Regions from separate parts of the Canis lupus genome. Here region 2 is linked to region 1. Evidence: chromatin contacts called from public Hi-C data. All regions are on one chromosome and are shown on one strand. Each heading gives the region's core, a stretch centred on a gene start, on an enhancer-like site or on the middle of the called end of the contact. The rest is flanking DNA. Distances are from core to core; before and after follow the strand shown. Region 1 holds the start of NLK (serine/threonine-protein kinase NLK). Region 2 holds the start of TNFAIP1 (BTB/POZ domain-containing adapter for CUL3-mediated RhoA degradation protein 2).

The links. A called contact is a pair of places that touch in the nucleus more often than the background predicts.
Region 2: a Hi-C map of blood shows a contact between it and region 1, with 2.4 times the contacts expected there. The contact joins the promoter of TNFAIP1 here to the promoter of NLK in region 1. A contact is called at or near these places in 2 of 9 Hi-C or Micro-C datasets (both in blood).

Annotation. Positions count from the first base shown.
Region 1 is chr9:42,369,151-42,371,862 of UU_Cfam_GSD_1.0, reverse strand. It overlaps NLK (serine/threonine-protein kinase NLK), which reads right to left and starts at 1,421. Exons shown (of 11, transcript XM_038548220.1): 1 at 1-1,421. The coding sequence starts at 239. It also overlaps LOC111097442.
Region 2 is chr9:42,558,361-42,561,074 of UU_Cfam_GSD_1.0, reverse strand. TNFAIP1 (BTB/POZ domain-containing adapter for CUL3-mediated RhoA degradation protein 2) reads right to left here and starts at 1,388. Exons shown (of 7, transcript XM_038548226.1): 1 at 1,243-1,388. IFT20 (intraflagellar transport protein 20 homolog) reads left to right here and starts at 1,567. Exons shown (of 6, transcript XM_038548225.1): 1 at 1,567-1,729.

The DNA.
Region 1 (2,712 bases), core at 172-2,671:
GCGGCCGCTGCTGCGGCTGCGGCAGCTGCCGAAGAGGTATGCTGCTGTACGGGGTGTACAGCCGCAGCCGACCCCGGATGAAGATGGTGTTGAGGGTGGTGGTGGTGGTGAAGGTGAGGAGGAGGGAGGTGTGGAAGGTGGTGGTGATGGTGGTGGTGGTGACCTGCTGCTGCTGCAGATGTACCGCCATTATAAGCCGCCATCATTTTTGCGTTGGCTCTTGCGCCACAAAGAGACATTCAAAAAAATGCCCTTTGATTGGAAAGCAAACTGGGTCAAGCTGTCATTTGGCCATTTAAAAATGAAGAAAAACCACTCACTCCACCTCAAAAAACATGGAGCGGAACTGGCTTTATGTCTTCATCAGTCAATCCAAACAAGTTAGAGGATCTTGGTGTTTGGTTTTGGGGTGAGCGTGTGTAGAAGGGTGTGGATTGCCAAAAAAAAAAAAAAAAAAGAAAAAAAAGAAAAGAAAAACAGAAAAAAGAAAAAAAGAAAGAAAAGGAAAAAGAAAAAGAAAAGGGAAAAGGAAAAAGGGACCCCTTCCCCCCAGGTTTCCTGCCACAAGTGGGTACTAAAACTCCATCCTTAATTGGGGGGAGGTTCCAACTTTGAATGTGGGAATAAAGGCCAAACCTCCCGACCCCCTGAACTCCACACACGAAAAGGATCAGGTAACACGCCACCCTTGGAATCTTGTAAGAGGGTTGACTCATCTACCCCTTCCATTCCCACATCCTTTTCTAAACACCTACCACCTCCTCAAAAACACAACTGAAAAGAATTCCAACCACCCCAAAAAGGTGGGGGGAAATTTTCAGGGAAACCAGCTTCCCCCCCCCTCGGATTCTCGGGCCTTCCTACATCTCCCCCTACTCCTAGTCGGGCTGACCTGATTGGAGGGGGGCACTAAACTTTCCAGAACAGAGAAGAGCCAGGGAAGGAGGCGGGAGGGATAGGGTGAGCAGAGGAGGCGACAGGGCAGGACGGAGAGGAGAAAGAGAACCGGGGCAAAGTGAAGGTAAGGAGGTGCAGGGAGGAATGAAAGAGAGGTGGGCAGCACTCGGACGCCCAGACGGGGAACCGCCCCGGGAGGAGGTTAGGGTCCCGGGGCCGAAGAATAGGAGCCCCGGGAGGCGGGCGGGGTGCAGTCGGAAGCGGGCTGACTCCTGCCCCCGCCGCTGGCTGCTGAGCCCTTCTGCTGAGGAGGGTTGGGGGGGAGAGCGGGTGGGTCCCCCCGCGCGACGGCCCCCGCAGGGCTCAAGGCTGCTCCGTCTCCCCCCCTCCCCCCCACCCGGCTTCCCGTCCCCGCGGCCGCTTTCTCCTCAGTCGCTGCCGGCCGCTTTCTCCTCAGCCGCCGCCTCCTCAGCCGCCGGTGCCGCCGCGGCCGGACTCACCTCCCCTAGCAAAGCCGGATAGAGCGGAGCCAGCGGCGGACACGCGCAACCAGCCACCGAGGCCCCGCCCCCGCCTCACACTGACCGGCTGCCCTAGCCAATCCACGCCCACCTGTCTGCGTCTGCCTCCAATCCTGAGCCCGGAGCTTCAGACAGGCGCACTGCTCGGCCAGTGGCAACAAGGTGTGGGTCTCCTGGGGAAATCCCGCCCCCGACCCGGGATGGGCAGATAGAAAGACCAATCAAAAGGCAGAGTTGGGCCTGACCGACAAGACTGAAAGCGAATTAAAACCCAAAGATCTCCGTGACATTTTCTTTCGCCTCTCTCCTCTTTTCTTTTTCTTCTTTTATTTTTTTTGGCAGGAGCAGGAAGCTGCGTGCTAATCCCGCCCGCAAAAGCTGGAAGAGAGGGTGGAATAAAAGAACCAATCATGAACCGGGGACCAAGAACAGAGGCAACCAATCCTTGGCTTGAAGACGAAGTGGGATGGGACTGGGGCCAGATAGACACTTGACTTGACAAATGGAAAAAAGATTGATCTCGGTCCCACCCTCCAGGTCTCCTATAGGTCAAGATTGTGGAGAATTCGCTGTCGTATCAGCGACGACCTCTTCGGGGGTGGGGCCAAGTGAAAGGGGTGTGGTCTAAAGAGAGGTAGGCGGGACTTCGAGGAAGAAGGCGGAGTCCCAATGTCGCTGGTCCATTGATAAGAGCCATGTCCTATCCGTTTCTAAGTCATCAAGTGTGGAGAAGAAATAGAGAAAGCAAAAAGGGATGTCAAACTTCAGAAACTCAGTTCCAAGGTTACCCAACAAGACAATCACAGAAGAAACTCAGTAGACTCCTAGTTCCCAGCCTATGGCTGGTCCTCCATGGCTAATCCTCATCTTGGCAAAAAGAGGTGCGGTCTCCAGCATTCACCACTACACTCTCAAGGGGCGAGAAGGCTCTCGATGCAAATTAAAGCAACAAAGATGATAAACTTAACCACGGAGATCGTAATTTTCTCTTGCATGTTTCGTTACTGAAATCTCACTGAAATAGCATCTTTCACTATCACATAACCTCACTTACTTGAACTTTATTTTAAAATACCAAATGATAAGCTCACGTAATGTTATCCTTAGGAAAACTTCACTCAGAACTCTGGAGATCATCTTTGATGTCTGTCTGCCCACTCCTTCCCTTCTAATCAATCGTCAAGTCTTGGACATTTTAAACCACTTCTAAACACCCTCCTTCCTCCCTAGTTACCACAATATTACCCTAATTTATGTCACTACCATCTTTAGCACATCTCCCTGCCTGAAGGCT
Region 2 (2,714 bases), core at 139-2,638, 190 kb before region 1:
TGGTAATGCAGACAGAAAAAAAGGTGTGATTGCCTCAGCAGTCATCACAGTATGCAAAAGTTTACTGTTGCACATCACCTCCTGCAAGTGCGATCCAGAAGCAGTGCACCGGCTTCCCCAAGTTTACTGCTCTACTATCCCAAACAGTGATTAGCACAATGTCATGCACATCTGAAAGTATTTAATCTATTTCAGTTTGTTAGACTGAAATTGTCCCTGAAAAGATTTAGGTAGCCCTCTAGGAAGACTGTCCAAGGAAGGACCAGAGCGGCTGCTTTCTGAAATGCCAAATTTCTTTGGTGGCTTGTCCTGGAGACTCACTTGCCTCAAGGATGGAGTACGGAGGAGATGAACCTCACCAGCAGATTGTCCAATCCCTAAGTAACACGTGATAGTATGAAATCACCTCACCTTCCCCCACCCACCCCAATGGAGTAAATCCACTCCTTAACAGGTTTTAGCAAGTCCCCTATGCATTTTGAGTCTAGCCCCGATTTCCCCAGGATCAAAGAAAGCAAACATATGTTCCGCCAAAGTAAAGGAACTCAAAGGCTAGGGGGTGGCCAACAGAGCCTACAAAGCAATTGCTTTGAGCCCCTGGATGACGTCAGCTCAGATGCCGACCGCTCAGATTCCTCCCGGGCCAATGGGCTCCAGGAATCTTTGGCAGGTGACGCCCCAGAAAGTAATTCCAGAGAGAATGAAGTTTCCACTGATAGCCTCACTGCAGTTCCTTCCGGACTTTGTGTGTGGGTATTTGGGGATGCCTGGGGCTGAGGGCGTATCCGAGTCTCCCTCAGTGAGGCTAATGGGAACCTAAGCAGAATGAAGGGCAGGACCACAACCACGGCCGTGGAAGAAGGCGGGGTCCTAGAAGACGGACCCATGGGTCCATGACACTCGGTGGGGTGGGTGGGGGGCGGGTGGCCAATCTTGGGTAGAGGAGGCGGATCCAGCAGAAATCCGAGGTGTAAATCTTAGGTTTCGTCCCAAAGGTCTGGAAAGATTAGCGAGACCCAACCTCTCCGTGGTCGGTGGAGTCTTCCCCGGGCCGCACCCCTCCTCACACCGAGAAGCCGACCGATTCTGACACGCACCCCAGTGGAGGACTTGCGCTCTCCATCTCCCCTCCGCCGTCCCACGCCTTCTCCCCAGCCCCGGGTGGGGCTCCTGCCCCTGCTCCTGCTCCAGCCCGCGGCCCGTCCATCCTGTCCCCCAGGGCATCCGCACCCCGCCTCTCACCGTTCCCGGGGGGCACGTCTCCTCTCAGCTGGGTTGCAAGCCGACCCCGTGCCGCCCGGGGCTGTGGCCGCCTGCCCGCCAGCAATCCCGGGCCGTGAGCTCACATCCTCCGCCCGCGGACTCCGCCCTGAGCCGCGGCCCAGCCCCGCCCGCCCCGCCGCCATGCCCAGCACCCAATCACGGGAGAGGGAGGGGCCCCTGGGAGAATTCCGCTGTTGGCGTTCGGCTACTTCCGGCAGCCTTTCCGCCGCAAAGGCCTCTGGATCTTGTAGGCAGCCGTCCCTCCCCACAGGCCCTTTTCCCAGCAGGCTCTGCGGGTTGGGCGGGGTAAGTACTTCCGCAGTCAGGTAATGACGTTACGGGTAAACAGTAGCCGTGGCAGCGGCTGAGGCCGGCGGGCGAGGCACCGGCTGCTGCTGCCCGGGGAGAGAGGCTGCCTGCAGGAAACAGCTCGGGCGGTAGCGCGCCGCCGCTACGGGGTTGCCAGGTAGGCAGCGACTCCGGGCCGGGGGACGCGGGCGGACCCGGGGCGACTGAACCTGACAGGCCGAAAGAAACGTGGGGATTCCGCGCGCGTCTTTGCGAGCGGTGAGACTCCAGCTGGGGCCTGGAGCTTTGCGTGGATGCTCGCAGCGGCCCTGTGACGAAACCGCGGCCCAGAAGTTCGAGGCGTTTCCGTAGTGTGGACAGCCAGCTCCATCACCCAGGTCTTCCTACCTGTGTGCCCGGCGCCCCTTGCCGACTATCCCGCGAATGGCGCCTGCCGGCGGGGCCGGGAATGGGTCTGGGAGAGCCAGGGAGGCGGAGAGTGTCGCCGCCGCCGCCGTCTTCGGGGAGCCCCGCGCGGCTCTGGTGCCCGGTGTTCCTCAGATGCTCAGACACGCACGTGTGGTGGGAGTTGGGAGGGAATCTGATAGTCGGCTGTGAACCCTCTCCCTGCCCTCCTTATCCGGTCTTATCCGTCTCATTCAGCTCTGCCCACCGAACTTAAAAGTTGGCGCTCGAGCCAGATACAGGGGAATCTTGCCTGCCTCTTTCCTTCCCTCATCCCAGACTCCTACATTCAGTCGGGGCTTTACTAATTACATCAGCTTATGTAACATCGCAAATGGGGACGCTTTTCTTCCAAGCCTTGGGTACTGTAATAGCCTTTTCTGTTTCCAGTCATTCATTCCACAGACATTTACTGAGTGCAGGCACCCTGCTAGATGCTAGGGTTACAGCGATGAACAAGGTATGTGTAGCCCCACTCTCTTGTTCCCTCCTCCACCCTGGGTCAGAGTGATGGTTGTAAAAGACACATATGTCTGCCTTTCCTGCTGAGAATTTGCTGGCTGCCCACTACCCTTATGATAAAACCCACGTTCATAACTGTGGCTTTCAGAGCTCTCCATGAACGCTCAGGCCTCCTCATCTAGAGTTACCTCTTCCACATGCCCCCTTGTTCACTGGGTTTTAGCCTTATGGTTCCT